Regions from separate parts of the Mus musculus genome. Here all the other regions are linked to region 3. The links are chromatin contacts, called in public Hi-C and HiChIP or PLAC-seq maps. All regions are on one chromosome and are shown on one strand. Each heading gives the region's core, a stretch centred on a gene start, on an enhancer-like site or on the middle of the called end of the contact. The rest is flanking DNA. Distances are from core to core; before and after follow the strand shown.

Region 1 (3,068 bases), core at 530-3,029, 370 kb before region 3:
GAAAAAAAAATGTTTTGGGCAAGAGTGCTTTGACAGTGAATAGTTTCGATCTGAGTGATGCAGCACAACCAACACTTTTCCTTTGCTTGGGAGGCTTGCAGCTTAGCCCTGCCTCTGCTGCAGGCTCCAGGGTGTGTCTGAGTATTCGTCCCTGTGTCTTCCCACTGTGGTTTACACAGAGCAGAAGCAGCCGCTAGCTGATACCAGTATTTTCAATATGACAGACAGAAGCAGCTTTAGGGTAGGGAGAGTCCAATCACTCTGACATGCTTAAAGATCTCCACTGGAAGTAGCCTATGTCAGGTGTGCTCATATTCTGTCATTCAGAGCTACCTCATGGCCAAGTTTCAGTGTCAGAGGGCTCTGCCAGGAAAGTGCCTCAAACCTAGAGAGGAAATAAGCAAAATGATGGTGAGTGGTTGGTTTTCTTTGTTCTTATTTATTCTTTGATGAGGTTACAGTCATTTTTTTAAAAAGGCTGAAATCTTAACATCTTTCCACTTTCTCAAACTAGGATATTAAATAAAAATAATTTTACTAGCCATTTGTTTAGGGTATAATTTTAGAAGGAAAACCAAGATGAGTGATTAATACTTTCCCCCTTAATTGTGTTATTAAGATACTAGTTTTGTTTCTTTGAAGTGAGCCACAATTGCTTTGAAGTGTTTGTGTCTGCTGCCTGGAGCTCATGAGCTTACACTTATTTGATAGACCTTGGTAACTCCAATGTAGTCATCCTTTCTGGTGTTACAGTGGCCACACCTTTGGCCATAGAGTGATTCCTTAAGGTCCTGGATCCTTTGGAGGTGACCCTGGCCTTTTTTTGCCTTTAGTTTAAAATGTTCCACGTCTATCTTGTTCATTTCTTGATCATTCCATGATTTCGAATTTGGCAACCCCCTAAAAATTCCTTACTTCCCTTAGTGGGAAATGATAACAGAGTCCAGAATGAGGCATGAGAGCTATTCTTTGTTATTTAGGCTAGACCTTGTTTCTAGGCTTTTTGAGTAAATATACCTAAAGTATTTTTCATTTGTGTTTTGAATAAAATACATCATGAGTTTCTTCAATATCTCCAGTGTAAGCCTAGGGTTTTTGTTTGTTTTGTTTGTTTGTTTTGTTTTTCTCACATACCAGAAGTCTGATGGTCATTCGGATAGTAAAAATATATTGACAACTAGGAAAAAGTAAATAATAAACGCACATTTGATGATATCAAAGTGTTAATATTTTTTCAGAAATGACAATATCACTTCAACAATGTTTCTGGAACTACCAGGCTGTGGAGACATTCACGTGCACATATTTGTACATTGTTCCTTTGCGATCTGGGTTTTGCTTCAAGCTAACATTAGGAGTTTCATGAGAGAAGTAGACAGTGTATAGATAAAAGTTGGCTGTGGTTTGAGCTCTGTTGAATCTAGGTTATGGGTCCTTGGGACTATTCTAGATTCTTTATTGTTTTTATGCTGAAAATTTTAACCTTGTAAAAGAGGAAACACCTGAAGGGTAAGCGGGAGAGTGGTGCTACATGAAATAGTAGGCATGCTGTGTTTATAAAATAAACCCAAATGCTACAAGAAAGACAAATATATATGTGCAACACCACCAGGGCTAACCCCAATAACAGAGAATAAACTTCCGTGCTACAAATTACTTTCATCTGAGAGTTCTGTCTTTCTGTGGGTTTTAAATTTCTGATGTGATCCTGTACTCCGTCTATAATCAGGCAAACATGTAAATATTACTAGCTGAAAAACCTTGAAGCCACAAGTGCCCCTCCCCCAACAACTTCCTGCTTCCATGCCTTTGTGCTGATAGCATGTCCTGTTAGCCATTCTGCTGTGCTGTAGCTGTTGGACAGCGCCCCGCCCCCTTTCTTCCTGATCTATGCTCTGCAAGTTTCCTTTTCTCCTAGTGTATGCCCTGTGACTTTGCTCCTTTTTTCAATGGTTGATGCCTGTTCATGAAAGTTGGGGCCTTGATGAAAAGTGAGAATGAATGCAACTTTGCTTTTCATGTGCTCTCTTTTTCCCGATCAACATTGCTCCCTTTCTCTCTGCTTCTCTTCCTCACAGCTTAGACCTTCAGTTGCTCTTATCCACAGGAATACAAGGCATCTACAGGACCTTGGCTGACTGTGATCCATTGCTAGTGATTTGATGTCACTTCCTTACAGGAATGGTACAGCTTTATGATTTCAATCCACCTCAAATGAGAGTGTAGCTCAGGAGACGCCCAAATGCCTAGCCACACTTACAGTAAGAAGATGGAGTCTGTTCAAATTCACGACTGAGGACAAAATCTGTATCTCTCCGTTATGCCTTGTGACTTTTCTTTTTTTAACAGCTGAAGCTAGGAGACTTCACACCTTGGCAGCTTGATACATAAACACAACACCTTTCCTTTATTTATCTCCAAGATCTCATATTAATATCATGATATAAAATACAGTACAACTTTGAGAGTCCCAGAGTCTTTAAAAAGTTTAAATACTTTACAAGTATCTATAGGTATTAGAAGTCTTTAGAAGTTGGATTAATACTATATCTATTTAGGAGTATATTAGTAGTAAGTTCTCCCCTAGGCCAGTGACCCATCTAGCTAAAGGCACTTGGAACAGTAATGGCACCACTTATAGGTTTCATCTTGTGGAGTGGGACTTACATCCGAGGAGAAAGTGGTTGGTTTCCCATGACGTCATGCCACTAGTGCATCAGTGGGCATGTCCTGTCAGGCTGTTATTATTGTGGTTCACACGATTCACAGAGAGGTGAGACTGATGGTTACCTTCCTCATCCAGCTGCCTGTAGAGGACCTTCTAGCATCCAATAGGAATGAAGCATCGAGGTGAATACCAGGTTGATTTCTCCATGTTCTATACTATGTATGTGGTGTCTACAGCAATAGGGTTTCACCATCAGGTCCTGGAGGTTGCCAGTAGCATTGGTAAAGACTTTTGTCTGCCTTTTTATTGGTTATTTTATTTATTTACATTTCAAATGTTATCCCCCTTCCTGGTTTCCCCTCTGCAAACCCCTTATTCCATCCTTCCTCCTCCCCTTGTA
Region 2 (3,446 bases), core at 164-2,663, 310 kb before region 3:
AAATGGTTCTAAATCTCACTGAAACGATGAACCTCAGCAAACCCCTCCTTTCTTAAGGGACTTCTTGTTGGTGCATTGTCACTCTGACCACAAAGTAACTCAAGTGAAGGCCTTAGACCTTTAGCTTATACAGTTGCTACCCATATAAATGTTTTCTCTCCCTTTCCCAATAAAGAGAGTAATGGAAAGGATTATCTATGTATCTATCTATGTATCTATCTATGTATCTATCTATGTATCTATCTATGTATCTATCTATGTATCTATCTATCTATCTATCTATCTATCTATCTATCTATCTATCTATCTATCTACATATATATACACATATGTATACATATATATATCTCCTTTTGTGTACTGAGTTGCATTGAATGTACTGTATATGCCTAGAGTTGAGGTTTCTGGCCACTGTTTATGTTACCATCTCAACCTAATGCATTTCTAGGTCTGTACCAAATCCCTGTCAACAAATGCATTTTATGAAGACATAGCTTATAAGCTCTAGGTATGTATATTCCCAGGCTTATGTGAAACCTGAATCATTCAGGGAGCTGAGTGAAAGAAAACACGAAACTATGAATTCCTTCCTGAAGACCTGAAGAAGTACTATTTTTAAGAACTTGTATGACAATATTTCCCTTATGAAATCTTATCCAGTATTTGTCCTTGGCTGCTTAATTAATGGGGAGATAAAAGTGGCATGTAATCAGCTTATGAACGGAAGGAAGACATGGGCGTCTTAAATGATTGCAAAGATTGTTCTCTTAAGTGGGTTAAGGAACTCCTAGTTTCCTAGTGACCCTTTCCAGATTCTTAATTAACACAGTGTATCCTTCTTCATTGGGGAAAAAAAATCAGCAGAAGTGTTTGAAATACAGGCTTCGGTATATAAACCAAGGATGATTCACTGAGTCTACATTTTTTTTCTATACATTTTATCAAAGGAAGGAGCAAATTGGCTCAGTCTACATTGCTGGCAGCACCATCTTGAAGCAAAATGTTGGACAAGGTCTCCTGGCAAACAGTGGCCACTGCCCTTTTGCCCAGAAAAGGGGGTACTGTTGTACCAGCTGGAGCCCTATGCTGGCGGGCGGCAGTCTGCAGTGCTGCCTACTCATGCTAATGATCTCAGACCAATGCTGCTCTTACTGGGACGTGGGAGGAGAGCAGACCATGCCAAATTCTTGCACAAGGTCAAATGTTTCTGGAGAAAGAAAGCCAGGGTTAAATTAGCAGTCAGGCTGAGATGGGGGGTCACTGTGTGGTAGAATACAATCCAGTTCTGGTGAGTCTGCAAAGTCAATGGAGAGAGCAATAAAAAGTAATTACGAACGCATTTCTCAACTTGGAAAGCCAGCCACATCTCACACCAAGGCCAGATTCAGAGCCCTTCTGTTCCAAGGATGTTGGAGCAGGCTCAGGGACAGGAAGGGATTGTGTAAGCCAGCCGCTTCTCCCTGGCTTTGGAACCATGCACCCTGAAAGCAAAATGCATCTTGAAAGAGAAAAATGAAGGACATGTCTTTTTGAATTCCCCCTTTAATAGAAACATATTTTGTATCTACAATATACCCATGTTTTTAGGGCTGCTCACTAGTAAAAACAAAATCAGCATCAAAGCAAAGGAAGGGGAACCCTTTTAGGAAAATGTAAGCCATGGCAAACCTAAAATACCTCAGCTCTGCCCTGCTTACCAACATCAGGACCGCAGAGAAGCTGCTTGTGGGAGGGATGCATCCAAAGGGAGGAGGTGGAAAAAAAGAAGTCGTGGGAGGAAGAAGCGTTGATCTCTGGTGTCAGGGAGAAATTCGTGACAGAATTGACTGTTTTGGATTGACTATTTTGACAGTTGATTTTTTTACCTCCCCCCAGTCCCATCCCCGCAACTCCAGAATCATGACAGACAATTGCAGAACATCAAATTGATGAGTGAACACTTCATCAGATCTGGTTGCCTTAACAACTAAAATAGCCAAAATGTTAAGACAGTCAAACGGGATTGATTATTTTTTGATACAATCTGTGGGTGGTTGACCCAGGAATTCTCAGTCTAATCCCACCTATAAACAGAGGCTCTATCAGCAAGAAAGCAGGCATCAATCACCCGGATCCGTCCCATCCTCCAACGCCCCTGGAAGGCTGAGAAGCACCAGCAGCAGCAGCCTCTGGATGTCTCTAGGTGATGGGTGGCACAGGAAGCAGCCATCTGTGAGAGCTGGGATTCTGATCCCCGCAGCTTCTAGCAAGATAAGAGTCTGGCTTGGGTGGAAAAACAGATTGCCCCAAATCGTCGTCTAGAGGTGCTGAATCATGCATGAATGTCAGGGCATGATGCCAGCCATGGCAACTTTTCCTGAGGGCTTTATCTGGTATGAACCCAGAGAGTTCTGGGTTAGGATTTTTTTTTTCAAACTCACAGAGATAATTGTTGTGTCATACACCCAAAGGGAAATTAAATCTCGCTCGTAATTGGTATTTGCTGGCATCTTAAAGACAAGAGAAAGTTCACCTTAGATTCCTTAAGATCTTGAATTAAAACGTTTCCACTAGAGCCTGCTATAATGACACATGCCTGTAAATCCAAGAGGTCAGGTGACTGAGGTAGAAGGATTGCAAGTTTGAGGCTAGTCTGACTTACCTGGTGAGTTCAGGGGTCATTTCCAAGGTGGGTCCCTCTCTCAAAAATCTACAGAATCTTGAAAAATCCAAGTTTCACCAACATGCCAGATCTGCCAGCTGAGACCATGCCAGAGGCATCGTCTTAGCCTACTGGCTTCGGATTAGGTACAGAAGGCTTTTGGAGCTTCAGTCTTGTTTGTCTGTTTGCTTATTTGGGTCTCCCCCCCCCCTTTTCATTCTAAGTTATAAAAAAAATTAGTTAATAACTTGGCGGCAGTGGAGAATGTGTTAAAAAAAATAAGAATCAATGAAAAATGTGACTTGGTGAGAAACTGACAATAAGTAGGGTTCAGAACCCCACAGAGCATGCACAGCCCGATTTTTCCAATGCAGATTGCAGTAGGCACTGACCACAGAAACAGATATATTCCTAAGCCTTTATTATTGAACAAAGAATAATTCCTGAGTCTTCCCACTTTTAAAAAGATGCAGAAAAAAAAAAAACCCACACAACTCCATAACAATACAGTGTTAAGATAGAAAACAGCACCACTTTTGTTAGGGTGCCCAATTGCTTGAAATTTGGTTCAGGCTCAACTCCTAGAGGTCCTGAGACAGCCAGCTTGTAGCTCAACAGTAGCAGAGGTTGAAAAAAGTATTATAGAAATAAGGCACCCACCTGGAAATAGTAGTCTGCTAGAGGAATTATCGAAGATGTTGATATATTGATTTGGAGAGAAATGGCTTTGTGGATATGTTTGAATGTGGATTTAAATATAATATTCCACTTTCTTCTTAGAGCATTCCATCTCCTACGGTACTCT
Region 3 (3,233 bases), core at 1-2,500:
TCTATATTACTATGACCAATTTATTTTAAATAATAATCCCAATCTAGAAACTTCTATTATGGATCAGGATCAAGATGATCTTTCTTCTCTAATTTTTCTCCTTTTACAGACTAACTTGGCATTGTGGGCAGATTTTATACAAGAATTCTTCCAGACCTGTCTGGAAGAGGGTAAGAGCTTAAAACTGCCAAGAGAAATGATATGTGTCCCATTGATGGAAAAGAAAGTACGATAAATAACTCTTTAATTTCTTCTTACAGAATAAAACAAACACGGGATTTAGAGGGAAAAAAAAGCAATAGAACACAGTTATCACTAAGCTACCATGATTACAGGAGGGACTTTTGTCTATCACTCTTGACAACTATAGGCTCTGCCTTGGGGATATTCCAAACTTTCCCCACTACCGCAAGCGGGAACTTTAGGTCCTATATTGAGGGCCATTCCAAACACTTATTTCATTTGCCTTCTCCACTTCCCATTTTCTAAGAGTATTGTTGCAAAAGCACTAAGTCGTTTGAACCATAGTAATTAGCCCACAAGTTTACTTACTACATAACAAGTGCTGCTCAGAAATGTCCTAAGTATTCACAGTTGTTAGTTTACAAAGTCTAGCAAAGGAAAACATAAACTAGAAAGAGATCTAAATGATAAGGGCGCTCATCGCTAGAGATAGGTTTTTCTACCCTTTCTACTTTGGGTATTTTATTATATTTAAAACAAGATTTGTGTTTGGTAGACGGTGCGTGACTGTTTTGAAAAATGGGCAGACTGTCTTCCCCAGTCCTCCCTGCCATTACAAAACTTGTTTACTTTCTCCACAAAATGATCAAGTCTGAAAAACTACACCTTCCACAGTGCGGAAGTTTCCTTCCTGAGCACAGAAGCCAGAGGAAGGGATGTAAGGACCCCCGCGCGGGGTCTTCGCCTCACCTAAGGGGGAGCGTCCCCCTGGGGTCCAGCCAGCACCCGGCGCTGGGGGCAAGGCACGCACCTGGACGGGGGCTTCAGATTGCTCTTTCGGAGTAGCTCCTCCTCGTAGCGGAGCAGCTTCAGCTTCTCCACTAAGTCTTCCATCACCACGAACATGTGGTAGGCCGCTCCTGGCCCGCGCTCCACCACAGCCTCCCCTGCGCCTTCCCCGCGAGCCCGAGACACCCCATCGTCCAAGCCCGACGGCGGGATCACCGCGGCCGCGGCGGCCATCCCTGCTCAGACCCCCAGCGCCCGGCTGGGCTCCGGCCAGGATCTCTGCAGCCTTCGCCGCCCGCACCCCACAGACCGCACAGTCCCCACCGTTACCAGGCAACCGCAGGGCAGCCGGTCACCACGGCAACCAGACCCGCCTCCTTCGCTCCCAGCCGGCCTCTCTAAATTTTCACCAATCAAAGCTGGATTCTTACGTGACGTCACGCCATGCTGGTCCCTGGCCTAGGGGGTAGCTCCGCCCTATGGGCGTGGCGCATCGTCCCCCACCTCTTCCGCCTCTCCCGCGCGCCTTAAAGGCGTAGGGTCCCCAGCTATTTAGCGCTGCATGCTGAGTACAGCCAAGAGGAGCACAGGATCTGGTATTCTGCTCAGGGCTGCTGAATGAACAGACATCTGGTCATCGAGGTAGCAATTCAAAGGACTGAAACGAAGCAGAACAGAGTGTTGGAGGTTATGCTTGCTCAGTGATTCTTGTTTTATTTTCTCAAAGTGGGAAGTTGTGGTGAAACTCGCTGTCCTTAGGTTCACATTACCTCAGAAATTCCACCCGCAAGACTGCTAGTCTATTTCTTAACTTAATTGCTTATTAGATAGTGCTAGACTTACGAGTATATTCTAAATAAGACTTAAAGTCTTACAATGATCTTATCTCACTCCATTAGGAAAGCGGTTGCTTGGAAGAGGGCAGCTTGGGAAAAGATTTATACCACACACACATTGGCCTCAATCTGTTCCGAGCCCATGCAGATTTAAATTCTTGAGTACTAATGAAATCCCACAAAATATAGTATCTGGAAAGGAAGTGCTGCATTGTAGCACTTACATTTAGATAAGAACATTTCTGCTATTATGTCAGCACGTATTGACCTAGAAAACACATGGAGACATAACTGACCAGGGATGTGACTTATCCTTACAATAAAGTACTGCATCAGGCAATCTTTCTTGTAGTTAAAGATAAGAAGTGAAGCGAAGAGAAGTTGCCTAGCTACTTCTTAAGATAACTCAGAAGCAAGAGGTGTAACATTTGTCTGATTAACCCTGTGCCTGTTAAGGGGTCATCAACAGCTTATATCACACCCTAAATAATGTAGCAGGATCATATTTTTGACATAATTAAAATCTGAATCATATTTGTAAAAATCCTTGTGATAAAAGGAAGAGTTTTTCTTTCTAATCAGCCTTGTTTCTAATGCTAATAAAGGTATCCAAATGAAAAACATTGCTATTCATCAAATAAAAGACACACATAAAACTACTGATTTATGTAGAAAATAAAATGGAGATGAGAAATCCAAGGATAACTGGGTAATTGCACGCCTCACAGGTGGAGGTCAGAGGACAACCTTCTATATCAGTCCTCAACTACTACTTTGAGACAGACAGCTTTTCTGTAAACTTTTTTTAAATTTCTTTTGTTTTAATTAGGTATTTATTTCATTTACATTTCCAATGCTATCCTAAAAGTCCCCCGCCCACTCCCCCACCCACCCATTCCCACTTTTTGGCCCTGACATTCCCCTGTACTGAGGCAGATAAAGTTTGCAAGTCCAAAGGGCCTCTCTTTCCACTGATGGCCAACTAGGCCATCTTTTGATACATATGCAGCTAGAGTCAAGAGATCCAGGGTACTGGTTAGTTCATATTGTTGTTCCACCTACAGGGTTGTAGATCCCTTTAGCTCCTTTGGGTACTTTCAATAGCTACTCCATTGGGGGCCCTGTGATACATCCAATATCTGACTGTGAGCATCCACTTCTGTGTTTGCTAGGCCCTGGCATAGTCTCACAAGAGACAGCTATATCTGGGTCCTTTCAGCAAAATCTTGCTAGTGTATGCAATGGTGTCAGCGTTTGGAAGCTGATTATGGGATGGATCCCTGGGTATGGCAGTCTCTAGATGGTCCATCCTTTTGTCTCAGCTCCAAACTGTGTCTCTGTAACTCCTTCCATGGGAGTTTTGTTCCCAATTCTAAGAAGGGGCAAAGTGTCCACACTTTGGTCTTCGTTCTTCTTGAGTTTCAT

The links. Hi-C and Micro-C count contacts between places; a contact is called where the count stands out from the background. HiChIP or PLAC-seq counts read pairs in DNA pulled down with a chosen protein or histone mark.
Region 1: a contact with region 3 is called in an H3K4me3 HiChIP or PLAC-seq map of pro-B cells, with 4 times the contacts expected there. The contact joins the enhancer-like site here to the promoter of Ift57 in region 3. A contact is called at or near these places in 5 of 39 promoter capture datasets (frontonasal cranial neural crest, hematopoietic stem and progenitor cells, hippocampal neurons and 2 more), 3 of 115 datasets of contacts at active chromatin or transcription factors (CD8 T cells, memory CD8 T cells and pro-B cells) and 2 of 9 other capture datasets (embryonic stem cells and liver).
Region 2: a Hi-C map of cerebellum shows a contact between it and region 3, with 1.8 times the contacts expected there. The contact joins the enhancer-like site here to the promoter of Ift57 in region 3. A contact is called at or near these places in 4 of 39 promoter capture datasets (the 3T3-L1 cell line, cranial neural crest, liver and 1 more), 3 of 484 Hi-C or Micro-C datasets (Sertoli cells, cerebellum and nephron progenitors), 2 of 115 datasets of contacts at active chromatin or transcription factors (astrocytes and embryonic stem cells) and 1 of 9 other capture datasets (liver).

What each region holds. Positions count from the first base shown.
Region 1 is chr16:50,067,997-50,071,064 of GRCm38.p6, reverse strand. All of the region lies in intron 1 of Gm4827 (predicted gene 4827), which reads left to right. Among named protein-coding and RNA genes, the nearest start is that of Gm4827, 3.3 kb to the left of the region's middle. Within about 2 kb of position 1,779, at least 29 of the 459 cell types and tissues checked have an H3K27ac peak or open chromatin away from gene starts, as enhancers often do. A contact at or near this core is called in pro-B cells, where this site is marked.
Region 2 is chr16:50,008,553-50,011,998 of GRCm38.p6, reverse strand. No RefSeq gene overlaps it. Among named protein-coding and RNA genes, the nearest start is that of Gm6936, 30 kb to the right of the region's middle. Within about 2 kb of position 1,413, at least 72 of the 459 cell types and tissues checked have an H3K27ac peak or open chromatin away from gene starts, as enhancers often do. A contact at or near this core is called in Sertoli cells and cerebellum, where this site is marked.
Region 3 is chr16:49,697,311-49,700,543 of GRCm38.p6, reverse strand. It overlaps Ift57 (intraflagellar transport 57), which reads right to left and starts at 1,250. Exons shown (of 11, transcript NM_028680.3): 1 at 995-1,250. The coding sequence starts at 1,206.